Regions from separate parts of the Mus musculus genome. Here regions 2, 3, 4 and 5 are each linked to region 1. A link is a contact called in public Hi-C and HiChIP or PLAC-seq data. All regions are on one chromosome and are shown on one strand. The core of a region is the stretch at or near the end of the contact, and the rest is flanking DNA. Distances in the headings are between cores, read along the strand shown.

Evidence for each region. Hi-C and Micro-C count contacts between places; a contact is called where the count stands out from the background. HiChIP or PLAC-seq counts read pairs in DNA pulled down with a chosen protein or histone mark.
Region 2: a contact with region 1 is called in an H3K27ac HiChIP or PLAC-seq map of oligodendrocyte precursor cells, with 13 times the contacts expected there. The contact joins two enhancer-like sites. A contact is called at or near these places in 1 of 15 datasets of contacts at CTCF or cohesin (large pre-B cells), 14 of 484 Hi-C or Micro-C datasets (bone marrow-derived macrophages, cerebral cortex, cortical glia and 6 more) and 22 of 115 datasets of contacts at active chromatin or transcription factors (astrocytes, craniofacial prominence, double positive thymocytes and 13 more).
Region 3: a contact with region 1 is called in a Hi-C map of uterus, with 3 times the contacts expected there. The contact joins two enhancer-like sites. A contact is called at or near these places in 4 of 484 Hi-C or Micro-C datasets (the HPC-5 cell line, bone marrow-derived macrophages, epidermal suprabasal cells and 1 more) and 6 of 115 datasets of contacts at active chromatin or transcription factors (cardiomyocytes, embryonic basal ganglia, embryonic stem cells and 2 more).
Region 4: a contact with region 1 is called in a Hi-C map of uterus, with 4 times the contacts expected there. The contact joins two enhancer-like sites. A contact is called at or near these places in 8 of 484 Hi-C or Micro-C datasets (adipose-derived mesenchymal stem cells, bone marrow-derived macrophages, cranial neural crest and 3 more) and 5 of 115 datasets of contacts at active chromatin or transcription factors (double positive thymocytes, embryonic basal ganglia, embryonic stem cells and 1 more).
Region 5: a Hi-C map of liver shows a contact between it and region 1, with 2.6 times the contacts expected there. The contact joins two enhancer-like sites. A contact is called at or near these places in 2 of 15 datasets of contacts at CTCF or cohesin (large pre-B cells and pro-B cells), 7 of 484 Hi-C or Micro-C datasets (cerebral cortex, granulosa cells, liver and 1 more) and 6 of 115 datasets of contacts at active chromatin or transcription factors (cardiomyocytes, embryonic stem cells, fibro-adipogenic progenitors and 2 more).

Annotation. Positions count from the first base shown.
Region 1 is chr13:102,645,296-102,647,813 of GRCm38.p6, reverse strand. No RefSeq gene overlaps it. Among named protein-coding and RNA genes, the nearest start is that of Gm41046, 20 kb to the left of the region's middle. Within about 2 kb of position 1,258, at least 64 of the 459 cell types and tissues checked have an H3K27ac peak or open chromatin away from gene starts, as enhancers often do. A contact at or near this core is called in forebrain, liver, microglia and 4 more, where this site is marked.
Region 2 is chr13:101,800,175-101,802,692 of GRCm38.p6, reverse strand. No RefSeq gene overlaps it. Among named protein-coding and RNA genes, the nearest start is that of Pik3r1, 33 kb to the right of the region's middle. Within about 2 kb of position 1,257, at least 186 of the 459 cell types and tissues checked have an H3K27ac peak or open chromatin away from gene starts, as enhancers often do. A contact at or near this core is called in forebrain, microglia, muscle stem cells and 3 more, where this site is marked.
Region 3 is chr13:101,843,777-101,846,294 of GRCm38.p6, reverse strand. No RefSeq gene overlaps it. Among named protein-coding and RNA genes, the nearest start is that of Pik3r1, 77 kb to the right of the region's middle. Within about 2 kb of position 1,259, at least 14 of the 459 cell types and tissues checked have an H3K27ac peak or open chromatin away from gene starts, as enhancers often do. A contact at or near this core is called in uterus, where this site is marked.
Region 4 is chr13:101,878,514-101,881,031 of GRCm38.p6, reverse strand. No RefSeq gene overlaps it. Among named protein-coding and RNA genes, the nearest start is that of Pik3r1, 110 kb to the right of the region's middle. Within about 2 kb of position 1,256, at least 41 of the 459 cell types and tissues checked have an H3K27ac peak or open chromatin away from gene starts, as enhancers often do. A contact at or near this core is called in uterus, where this site is marked.
Region 5 is chr13:102,022,522-102,025,039 of GRCm38.p6, reverse strand. No RefSeq gene overlaps it. Among named protein-coding and RNA genes, the nearest start is that of Gm41044, 9.4 kb to the right of the region's middle. Within about 2 kb of position 1,254, at least 13 of the 459 cell types and tissues checked have an H3K27ac peak or open chromatin away from gene starts, as enhancers often do. A contact at or near this core is called in liver, where this site is marked.

The DNA.
Region 1 (2,518 bases), core at 9-2,508:
AAAAACACGTCTCCGTGATTCTACAGCTGTGCTTAGAGAGTAACTGAATAGTAATGTTTTGATCATTGCTCCACAGATGGTGAGGCCCCAGAAGACACATGTCTCTTCTGTAGAGGGGCAATGCAGGAAGTGTGGGTGTATCAGTGGGCTCTGAGTACTTTGGGATGCATCTGTGTGGGGACCTAAATGAGTGTTTCTAGTCTTTCTTTAAAATGTTTTTTTTTTTTTAAATTTATGTGTCTATGTGTGTGTGTCTGCACACACATGTACATGTGGAGGCCAGCAAGGGTGTCAGACCCCCCTGAGGCTGGAGTTATAGATGGTTGTAGGGTACTCTACTTCGATGGATGCTAGAAACCAAACTTGGGTTTTCTCAAAGAGCAGATAGTGCTTTAAACCAAGGAACTCTCTATCTCTGTATTCCCATATTTATTTATTTTTTACAAGGTGTCAATACCAATGTAATAACCTCAAATATCATAGTCCTTGGGTCACAAATAGGAAAAAAAGCTTTTGGAAACAAAAAGTATTGGGTAACCAGTTTGGCACTGGAGATGGAGATCACATTTTTTTTTTTTTTTTTTTTTTTTTTTTACATCCCGTGCCCCTGGAAAGGTATTCAGTCATTCACCTGCTGGTTTCTGATAGAGGCAGAGCCTGAGTTCAGGCCTTTGAGTCCCTTCTCAGGGTCTTTCCAGATACTACACTGCCTTACCAGAACGGCCTTTCTGCTGAACTGGAGTCAGTGAGCTTTTCTCATGTGAAGGCCCAGGCAGTGAGCAATCCGGGCTGGGCAGACATGGGAGCTCTGGTGCAGCTCCTCACCTCTGCCATGGAGGGGAGTTGGTGTACAGGGGACTAATGTGAACGAGCGGGGATATGCTTCTGAAAAGACGCGGTCATAAACACAGGAGAGGGCCTGGCTTTGGCCAGTGGGTCACCCTTTGTTGGTCCAAGTTTCATAGTAACATACAGCAAGTTCTGCTTGGTGATCATCAACGAGGCCTTTGAATCTTAGAGAATTAAAGTCCCCATCCAGCCTGATGCTGAGAGCTACTATGACATGGTGGTCCCCGCAGGACCGGGCTTCCTTCCAGGTCTGCCTATGCACAGACTCTGAGCCAGCATCCAGGAGAGTGGGCAGGCCCTCTCTAGTTTCCAGAAGGAATCGACAATTCTCTTCCTGTGCAGATAAAGGAACAATTATACCACTGGGGACTTACTGGAAAGTGAAGCGGGCTCACCAGGAAGCAGCAGGAATTTGCTTCTCAGTCATTTTCTCCACAGTCTGGCCCCGAGTCTGCCAGACTGAGAAAGGTCAGCTGGGATCACTGGCAGACTTGGAAAACTTCCAGAACCTTCACTTGTGGGATGACACATGGGGGTTTGTCAATTTCCGTGGCCCACTTGGGACTTCCTGTGGCCCATCCAGTTACCTCATCCTCTCCAGGTTCAAACACATAAGAGTTTTATCCTCAGCCGCTCTGTCAGGGCGACACTGTTGTGACACTGTCTACAAATGCGACTTTCGAGTCCTTGACCCCTATGCCTTCTTTGCGGATTTCTTGTTGACGTTTGAGAAAGTCAGAAGCCATTGTCTTTCACAGAGGTCAAATCTAGGAGCTGAGGCGAAACCCGATGTCTATGCCAACGGGGCTGGATGTTTATCCTTGAGCTTATGTGCACGCATGCATGCACAAAGTTATGTGTGAATCTCAGCTCGCCCTTTAAATTAGGTCACCTTTTCCAAGGCCTCCACTCAGGGAAGGTCCTTGAGCAGCCTTGGTGCTCTTAAGTAGCCCAGGGACCGGGTCCTTTCTTGTTAATGTCACCCCCAGGTATCCTCTCCTCTTTTGTTTCTACCATGCAAATTTACCTCCCGGCCTGTTTCAAATTTCTGAGAGTCAACGACTTACAAAGGTGGATGGAGCCTTCAGTGGATTTAGTTATCTAAATCTTAAAAACTCTATTCCATGATTACCTACCTCAAAGCTTGACAGTCCACACCTGTCATTGGACCGGAGTTTCTTCGAGTGTAATGAAGCCTTCAGAATTGAAGTGGTTTTGGGAGACATGGGGGGAAGAGTTCTATTATTTTTACAGAGTGGCACTCTTCTCCCTGGAGATAAGAAGGCTGGGTCTGGTGTGAGGCTGGAAAAAAAAAGCAAAACAAAAAACAAAAAAACAAAAAACAAAACAAAACAAAACAAAAAAAAGAGAAGGGAAGGAAAGAATATTTGATTATTTCTTCATAAACCACCAATTCCTTTAGCACCTGGCTGTGGCTCCTGCTGCCGTGTGGAGAATATCAATGGCTTTAATATTCCCATCGTTGTGCCTTGGAATCAGTTGCCTGTCCTGCTGAGCTCTCTGAATTTCAGACCAGCGCCAGCCCTGAAAACCACGGCAGATGTAAGGGAAGTTTAGCCAGAATGCTCTCAGTTAAAGCCCGCCTCAACATTTCTCCTGTGCCCATGGGGTTTTAGCACACCCCTCTCCGCAGTCCCTTGATTGAGGG
Region 2 (2,518 bases), core at 8-2,507, 850 kb after region 1:
TCCAAAACTTTGTAAGATCATATGGCCTATTAGCAGTGGAGCATTTCATCCAAGCTCACAAGCCCAGGCCGAGAAATATTTACTGGAAAAGGAGGTTTTTTCGCACGCATAATTTTCCAGAATTGTACTATCCTCTGTAATGAAAAGAGTGATCAGTGCCTTGTATCTGAATCATAAATTTAGTCTGCGTTCCCATGGTAGGTCACCTGCTAGGGCCACAGCCATCTAAGTAGCATCAATATGGGCTCTGTATGGCATTAACTAAGAGCTTTCCCGTACAAAGTGACTGTTACTTTTATACTCCTACTAAGATTGGGTTTCTTTCTGTAACATTTATAAGCAGTGTAAAAAGTTGGACGATTAACGTCTCTGAAACGTTATTTTCTCTTTTAAAAGAGAAAGAACATAAAGGCCACAATCAAACTTTGAAGGGCTGTACCTACCGAGGGAACGAGTACAAATTCAGTGCCTGGCACCTCAAAGTTCTCGGTAAACGATGTTTGATAATAAACACAGTTATCTTTCCCAATCAGGAGAAGATAATCCCCTTTGGTCCACAGGAAACATGGCTCGCAGCTCTTTCCTCGGCATGTTTCCTAATTTAACTACACGAAGCATCTAGAAGGCACTCTGCCAACAGCAGCCTCTGGTTTGTATCTAAGCAAGTCTTGGTCATTAAGCAAAGTCAGGGCATCACTGGCCAAGCAGAGAAAGGCCACGCCACAGGGTACATCTGTGCTCGCCAATGCTCTCTGTTCTTGAAACAAGAATGCAATAATTAATAAATAAATAATAATACAATAATAACAATAACCCAGGACAGTTAGACAGTGTCAGATCCCAGCCCCAGGCTGGGGGGGGGGGGGGCGGAGGGGACGGGTAGGAGGGCTCCTTTCTCTTCTTGTTCCTCAGCACCTGTCACGGAGACGGGATGCAGGCTCGGCGGCCGCTTCCTCCTGCCCCCGCCGCCCGCCCGGCGGACCCTCGGCTCCCGGCAACGCGCCCGCGGCCCACGCCGACTAGAAAGCGCCCATTGAGCGCCTGCAGCTGCCGGTGCCGCTTGCCCAAAAACTAAATAAAGCCCCGACTGCAGTTCCAGCGAAGAAGACACTACTGTGTTCTTCCCAGCGCAGTCACGGCTATAAAGCATTAAATGCAAACTGCTGATTGTTAACGCTGCATTTGTTTACACCCCGAATCTTGAATCACAATGGGGTGGCTTTCGGGCTGCCAGGGCCGGCCAGGGCCGGCTTTATCCTGAATGCTGCAGCCTGTTCCCTGACTGGCCGCGCAGAAGGAAGTTGAGTAAATAGCATCGCCTTTGGCTTGCTGTGTGTGTGTGTGTTGTGTGTGTGTGTGTGTGTGTGTGTGTGTGTGTGTGTGTGTGTGTGTGTGTGTGTGTGCGTGTGATAGATGTCTGCTATGGAGACCAGTGGGATTTTGTTCCTGGTAGGATTGAAGGGAATGTATTGGAGAAGCCTTACTCTATTTGCGGATGTGTAAAACGTTCGGGGATTTGTAAGGTCTCCCAAAGGAGAATCCCCACACTGTATGAAATAAAGCAGATGCGAATGAATGAAAGGATTCTGGGATTCTCTTAAAGGGCTGCGGGGAAGGGAGAAGGATGGATGGGAAGTGTGGCCCACTGGCTAAGCTCGCTGATGGATAGCTAGCTGCAGCATTTATCCATCCCTAGCACCAAGCGTGACCATATATATGCCTTTAAAATCCAGCAGTCACTCTCTCTGCTAGTGAGTTAGAACGTTTTCACTTGAAAATATTGCAATGAAAAAAAGGCCCTTTGCACTCTGCCTTTCCAAGCAACAATCTGTGACAGAGCTTTTCTTTTTAAAGTTTGCGCCGTTAAGTTAGGATGTGCTTATATTTTTATGCAGTTATTTTAAATCTTTAAACATACACTGAAAAAGGAAAAAAGTTAACTTTCCTAAGTGAAACGTCTTTGTATCATGCTCTTCTGGTTTCTGGTGACCAATCCCTATGCCATTAGTATTCTTAAAACAATAATTCATAATGAGTAGAGTTATGCTTCACACAAGAAAATAAAAAACCTCCTGAATAGAGTTTGCTTATACCAGGTTGGACTTAAAACCTAGAATGAACTACTCATAGCTATCAACGTCAGGAAATGTATCTGCCCTGGAAACACACCACTGTCTTCAGAATAACTGCAGAATCATAGCGGGTTTCCGCACAGCATTTGGAAAGTACAGATACAGCGGTGAAATGACACCTTCTCACCTGCATATGTAATCCGAAGGGAAATGAAACGAACATGGGACACACCATGCAAATGAGAGACAAAGCTGGAAACCAGAGTGCTGGAGAAATGATTCAATTCACACAGGCATATGCTGTCCGCTGGCACCTTGCACCAGCCGACAGAGTCTTTATTCCACAGTGAAGAGCTTTCGAGTCGAAATGCAGAAGGATGCAGTGAAAGTCACAAAGGGGCAGATCTCGGAAGGGACATTGACAAAGCAGGAGGACCACCGGCAGT
Region 3 (2,518 bases), core at 10-2,509, 800 kb after region 1:
TCTCCTGCCTGCCTGCCTGTTGCTCAATCTAGGCCCTATTTTCGAGATCTTAGGTAAGCATTCCTCATAGTAAGTTAACAAAGAAAACTCTCGACACAGTCTTCAGAAGACCCATGACAACTCTTGACCAATGAGCTCTTTCAAACGTCCAATAAAAGATCAAAACTAAATATATTTGTTTTACATTGCTTGGAAAGAATTTCTTCAGAGGCACCATCAGTGTGATGGGTGGATGTGCCCACATGAGCAACTGAAGTTTGATTTGAAGAGATGTCATCCAGGCATTTTAAAGGTGGCCACTTCTGTACCATGTGTACTATAAAAACACTGTCACCATGGGCACACTAAAGCAGGCACATCTGGGCTGTAACACATTTGATCGCTAGTCTTAGCCCTCCCGTGGAGTCTACTCTGGTTGCGATGTTTAAGTGCTAACTTCATATGTACCTCAAACGTTGCTTTCTGTGGACCGCACCCACATATATGCTGGATGCAACAGCTGCATCTGTAACTCCAGCAGCACGGGTGGAAGAAGGCAGGTCATGGACACAGGTGATCCCAGGGTCTTGTTAGTTCAAGATACCCTGTCTCAAAAAATAAGTAGAAAAGCAATTAAGGAAAACACACAACATCAGCTTGAGACCTCTATACAAGCATTTTTGTGCACTTAAACATACAGGTATATAGTAGACACACACACACACACACACACACACACACACACACACACGACAGACAGAGTAGCTCTTCAATATCTAAAGCTATAGCAAAACATAGGTTTGCATGACTCTCAACCTAGATCCTATCTGAAGAAGCATATAAAATAAAAATCTGATTTTTGTTCATCATTAAAATAGTCCACATGAAATATTATCTCTATGCTTTAGACAGAAACCATGCCTTTAAAAAAAAAAGTTCAGAGTGGCATGAGGAAGGCTGTGTAAGAACAGTTAATCCTGGGTAAAATACTTCTGACAGAACACCTCGGGGTCAATGCTTCCTTAATCCTTCGCTGCCAACACTCACTCTGATTGTGAATAGTAGATTAGTGTTCTGTGTTGAAGGTCTCTACACAGCTCTGTGGCTGAAGGCTGTCCTTGACTTGGCATGATCTGAACTTTAAGAGCAAAGAAAAGCAGTGGGTATCTGTTTAAAAAGAAAAAAAAAACTTTAAAAAGTGATTCCCACACTCCACATGTCCCGGGACAGGGATATTGGCAAAGCCATATTAGAAGCGTTAGCTCAGTGAAGCTCTGTGCGTATAAGTTGCAACAAAAGAACTTTCACAGCAGCAGGAAGATATTCATCATGTTATATAAGTGGCATTATAAAACAGATAAAACACATAGTCCAAAAAAGCAATAAGCAAGTCTTCTGGAACTAAGTTGATGCTGGAAAACTCCAGATTATAAATCATGTTTACACAAGACTAAGCTTGAAAGAAGTTAAACTGTTCTGAGAAGAGAAACATATTAAACTGTGCATTCCATCATGGACAAACGGGAATGGAGATCTTTGGATTATGGATTTGGCTACCCATGAATACATCAAGTGATTCGAAAATGGTACATGATCCTCCTCTGTGCAAACACTTTTGTAAACCATGGTCAGAGTTTAGTTCCATGAGTCAGAGCCACTGCTTGCATTTCTGTCCCAAGTGATAAGCTGCCCCTTGGGCTGTGCCCAAGGATAGAAACCACCCAGCCAAGACTCCCAGGGGCCAAGCACTTAGTACAATGGTCCTGGGATAAGTAGAAAGCAGTGATGTCACAGCCTTGTCATAAGGAGAATCTTCCAGCTGTGTTACTGAGAAGAAGAAATTTAGGGGCTGACTTTATGAGATGAGCCAGAATGTAGGACTTTTGTGTAAAAAAAAATTGTATTTTTAACATACTGAGCTAACTCAAATGTATGAAAACACTACATACAGAAAGAAATCAGAGCAAATCTCCTAGGTATAATTGGAGTTGGTCCTATCAGGATACGATTCCTTCTTTGACCTCTAACACATGATTGTGAATAATGTTCCTCTTATGATGAAGGAAGTGAGAGTAAACTTCAGAATCTTCCCTGAGGAGGCAACTCTGCTATTATCAGCTCTCCCAACCATGGGTCATGCAATAGAGTGAGTGGTGACCCCTGTCCTGCCAAAGATATGTCTATATTCTATTCTGTGGAACCTGTAAATGGCACCTTATGTTGAAAATGATCTGGATGTAATTAAATCAGAGACTTTTGTATGAGATCACCCTGGATTACCTAGGTAGGCCTTCCATTTAACAACCTTATAGAGGACAAACAGAAGTTGGACTGAAGAATATTGGAACAGCTGGAGACTGGGCAAAGAATGGTTACAGGATCTCAAGCCATAATACACCCCAAAGTACCAGAAGCTAAAGAAAACAAAGGGCAGAATTCTTCCTAGAGCCTTCAGAGGGTACATAGCCCTGAGGATACTGTCACTTTGTCCTTCTGGTTTTCAAAACTGTGATGATAAATGTGACCTTATTGTTATGAG
Region 4 (2,518 bases), core at 7-2,506, 770 kb after region 1:
GTGTGTGTGTGTACATGAAATAAGATCTGCATTTCCTTTCAGAGTAATCTTTGTTTGGGTTAAATCCTGCATGTCTCTGCTTTATGTATTTGGGTTGCTAAACCAGAGAATCACTGTTATCTGCTTAATTCAATACATGATTTTCCTGTGAACTGTTCTAATCTTGGTTTCCCAAGCAGATGGGCTGACACCTAAAATGAGACTAGCTTTGCACCTACTCCGTGTCTGTTTAAATCCCCCTTTTTAGAGGAAGATGAAAGGGTAGAGGTTGAAATTCACACATTCGCTGTGATTGCTTGTTACCGAAGTTTCCAGACTTGAAACATGCAGTTGTAAAATATACAACTGAAAGGTTGCACCACACCACCCACAGCTGTCCATACCTTGACTGCCAGCCCTGTTTACAGAGGATTGGTGATCCCAGGAACCCTGTATTAGCGCACACTCTCAGAACGGATCTAGAAGCCATTTTGTTTTCTTCAGAGACCTGTTAGGCTTTTCTCCTATGACCTATGATCATGTGGGTTGTGTTCATGTTCTCTTCTTTCCAAGACTACTTTTCTCCCCACAGCAATGGGCAGCCTTTCTAATATGAACTCCCCCCAACCCACACCCACCCTTTCCCAAGTAGCAGTCCATTTGGAATGCTAATACTTCTTAAGATGCAATGAAAAACCAAAACATGTGATAGATTAACCGCCAATAGCTGGAGGTGTGGGGGTGTTAACTGCAGTTAATAGTTTTGTAATGGTAACTTCCAGCTTTAACTGAATTTCCAAGGAGAACTGGGAAGCGACTGGAGCTGCTGAGGCAAGTCTTACTTCATGGTCCGGGCAGCCTCTAGCCTTTCTTCTAAAGATGTGTTTATCAAGTTGTTTATCAAGTATTTTAACATTGTGGCTGATAACTGAGTGCCTGGGTCCCTTGCCCAGTGGCTACCTCGGAACTCCTCACCTTCTGAGTCACACTGATGAGTCTTCTCTCATGCTCTCTAACCACTGCCAGTGTCCAGGCTCATCAGTCACTTCTCTGATGACATGTATCCTCCCAAAGATGGCCCAGGCCAATGTCAAGGTCGCTCTTGACTTGGCATTCCGGGGATGATTTGACAAGTTCTCTCTTTCGAAACATGCTAATAAAAACTGAGTTGTGTATCTTTTGGGGGTTCCCCCCACGTATGAACTTCCCATTTAGAAAGTAGCCCTCTCTTCTTCAGGCAGAAGGTTGCGAACATATGGAATCTGTTACAAGAGCAGTTGGTTTGGGCTGTTTCCGAGCCCAAAGCCAGCTTCCTAACCATGACAAAACATTCCCCACAATCTCATTGTGACTCATTTTTATTTTTAAATAACCTCTGGTGTGGACGTTTGTCAAGACGTTTTTGAAAGGTTAGAGAAATTATGTCCACATGCTTAGTGACCTCCTTGGAGAATTCTGGCTGATTGGATACATTGTCTCCCACTGAAAACCACTGGCTATCTGTGCTGAGTAACCCATGACTGCTCTGTCATTTTCAGACATGAATTTAGTTAAGTCTTAATGGGTTCTTATCGCTGGGCTCAGTACTCGTGAGACCATATAAAGAAGGGTAAAGGCATCGTCTTTGGTACTAAACATCATAAAAATCACGTCACGGAGGGTGAAAAATGTCACATGATCATTAGTGAATGCAAAGATGTAAGTGTGGTGGTTGTTACACAGCAAAAAAAAGGAGCTAAGGAAAACAAAATTATAAATGTTTTGGGGAAATGATGGGAAAATATTCCCACAGGAGAAAGGACTGGTTTTGCTCTTTAAAAGCTCAACTGACTTCATTGGAGCAGAGAGAAGGGTTTCCCAAGGGGCTCTAGATGTCAAGAGGAAAATAACAGAATAAAGACTTGGAGTAGGGGTTGTCTGGGTAGAGGCAACATGAAGGGATCAGATGGGTTAGCCTGCTAAACTAAGGAAAGCCTAGAATAGCCATCCCCAAGCTGCTATGGATGCATGTGATATAGTTACTTAAGAGCTTAAGCTGAGTAAGAATGGACTAACACAGGGTGGGGATACAGCATATTGGCAAATTGGTAAAGCTTTGTCTGGTGTATCTGTACTTGGTCTGGTTCTCAAATGAAGGCAAGGGTAGGTGAAGTGAAATGCAGAATGATCACAGAAATAAAAGGTCTCAAGAAGGAAAATTGAAGATACAGGATTGCAACGATAAACATAAAGTCCCTCCGGGTACTAAAATTTGTCTTTGCCTTTGGTAGCGCTTTGAAAACAAAGCCCCATGTACCCGATAGCATTAAATGGCAGAATTTATTCTATCACTGCTTGGGAGGCACCAAGCCCAGCTACAAGAGCAGTCAGCCATACCGTGTTCCTTCTGGAGGCTTCTTCTGGTCTCTGGTATTTGTCAGCAACCGTTGGCTGACCAGGGTTGAGTCTGCCTCACTGTAATGTCTGCCCCATCTTCACGTGGGATGTTGTTGTTTGTTTTGTCTTTGTGTCTCTTGTCTGTGTTTCTGTCCTTTCCTCT
Region 5 (2,518 bases), core at 5-2,504, 620 kb after region 1:
TGCCCTGGACTACTCCCTGCCCGACCCTACCTGCCCTTGGGGGTTAGAGGTGAGGTGGAGCAGAGTGAACGATGCAGACTTCAGAAGCAGGTGAGAAACAATGGAGCAAACTCCCTGAACACTGCTGCAAGCTCCTTTCATACCCTCCCACCTCATTGGTCCCAAGAAAGCATCTCTTCTAAACAGCAGTTCCTTATTGGTTGGCATTGTCTACACCAGCAATCCTTGGGTCCTCCTGCAGGAGATGCTTTTGCAGGTGCGCCGCCCAGTGTTTAAAGAGGCGGCCCACCATTCCTGCTACAGCATTGTACCTGTGCTTCCTAAAGTGAGATATATATATCTCAACAGGAGGGCAATGACTTGCTCTTCTTGAAACAGAGATAGATCTAGTTACATTTACTCTAAATCATCCAACCCCACTACCCAATAGGACACTTCTGTTCTGAAGGTGTGTTGGTGTGACCATGTTGCCAGAACTAGAGACACCCTCCTATCTAGGCCTGCGGATTTCTCATACTTTTACCTGTCACCTCTTCTAACTCTGTTACCACCCTCATTCTACCCTTGATGCCTTCCCCATCTCCCGTGACTGCTCATTCAGACGATCATTTTTCTGCAGAGAGTTCTGGCAAATTGCACCGTGTCCCCATTTTACTCTCCTTAATAACAGGAAATCATTTGGTGGATGTCAGGCATAGGAATCAAGATTATACAACATTGCTTCTGACCTAGGGAAATTTGCAATTTAATCGAAAATGGAGTAATGATATTAATGCTGAAAGCATAAAGCAGAGACAAGTTAGGGCCTAAATTCACCTCTATGCTTACTACCATTGAGTCCAACAATCTTAGGTTAAACACAGTGAGCAACCTTGGCCAGTATGGTCCAACCTTTGTCCCCTGCCTATTTTTGTATCACATCTATATATCCCATAATGAACTGTGGGACACCTGCATAGCTAAGAGTTTGTGGAAACATAGACATCTCTGTCGCCATCTCACAGAAGAGCAGTGAAATCATTTATAAAAATTATCCCAAAAAAAGTTCCCGCAGTAATTCCTTGTTCATATGTGTAAGCTGGTGTTTGTGTGCATATTCAGAGGGACAACTTGCAGAAGTTGATATTCTCCTTGCACTTTGGTCCCAGGAACTGAACTGAGGTCATTAGGCAATATGAACCTTTGTCCACTGAGCCTTCCCTCTGGCCAGAGCAAGAGGGTGGGAATGAACAGGGAACTTGGCCAAAGTCACACAGCCAGTGTGTGGAAGGACAGAACTTTGAACTCACAGCCTTCCTATCTGGGAAGCCTATGTTCCTTACTGATCTAAGCTACTTCCCAGAAAGTCACCTCCTCCACTCCCTTAGTCTTCTGAGATTTTCCTGGCTGTGCAAGCTTTGTCTTACATGGGTAAATAAACACCAGGTGCCGATCCTGTTCTTAGAACTCTTGCCTTTGTATTTTCTTCAGAGTATTTGAAAGATTCCACCTTTTGCAGAAAATTTTAATTGAAAAGAGTTAATAAAGGACCTATTACCTACATCCCCTCTGCCCTGCAGCTCCCCCACATAAAAATGATCATTCTTTGGATTCTTTGGTATCCACTTATTCAGTCATTAAAAATTCTAAAAACTGCATTTACTGTAACTCCCATCATCAAAATAATTGACATAGGACCATGGTCCTTATTATGTGACAAATTATATGAGCCAAAACATTTTATTTTACTTTTTTTTTTCTAGTTTGAATGGTAATCTTTTTTTTTCCATTTTTTCCATTTTTTATTAGGTATTTAGCTCATTCACATTTCCAATGCTATACCAAAAGTCCCCCATACCCACCCACCCCCTATTTTACTTTTTTAAATGAATCAATTGACTTCTACCCCTGAAGGCTAGAAAATATAAAAACATGGTACAAATATACAAAATGGTACAAAAGTTAAAAAAATGGTACAAAAATACAAAAACATGTAAATTGTTTTTACTATATTAATTCATGACAGAGCAATAGGACAAGAGGGGTAAATGACAATGACATTGATCTATTTGTGAAGGCAAAGTTTGTTCTGATTAGATCACAGCCTAAAGTTCTGCTTTCTAAATCCTGTTGCATTGGAGATTAAAGATATGTGAATGACAATCCCTCACCCCCGCCCAGCAATGGACAAAGAGACACCTAATGCCCCACTCAGGAAAGAGGGTCCCACACCGTGCCTGGGCAGCACAGGGGAGCTGGCTTTGACAGCGAAGGCAAAGGTGAGCCGGCCATGAGGGAGTGAGAACAGTAGAGATGGCCCAGCCCCTGTCAGGCTTCAGCACATGAGAGAGTGCCCACCCCGAGCCCTGTGCCTTGACTGGGCATCTCAGTGGAGCTGTCTAGGTGATGAGTCAGCAGCCAGCACATGAAAGCAGGAAGAACTGCCCCTGTCTCCTGCTGATGGTGGCAGTGGATGGTCTTACCAGAGCAGTGCTGGAGAGCTTGACCTGGTGGTGCAGATAAAGAAGAGCTGGTATTC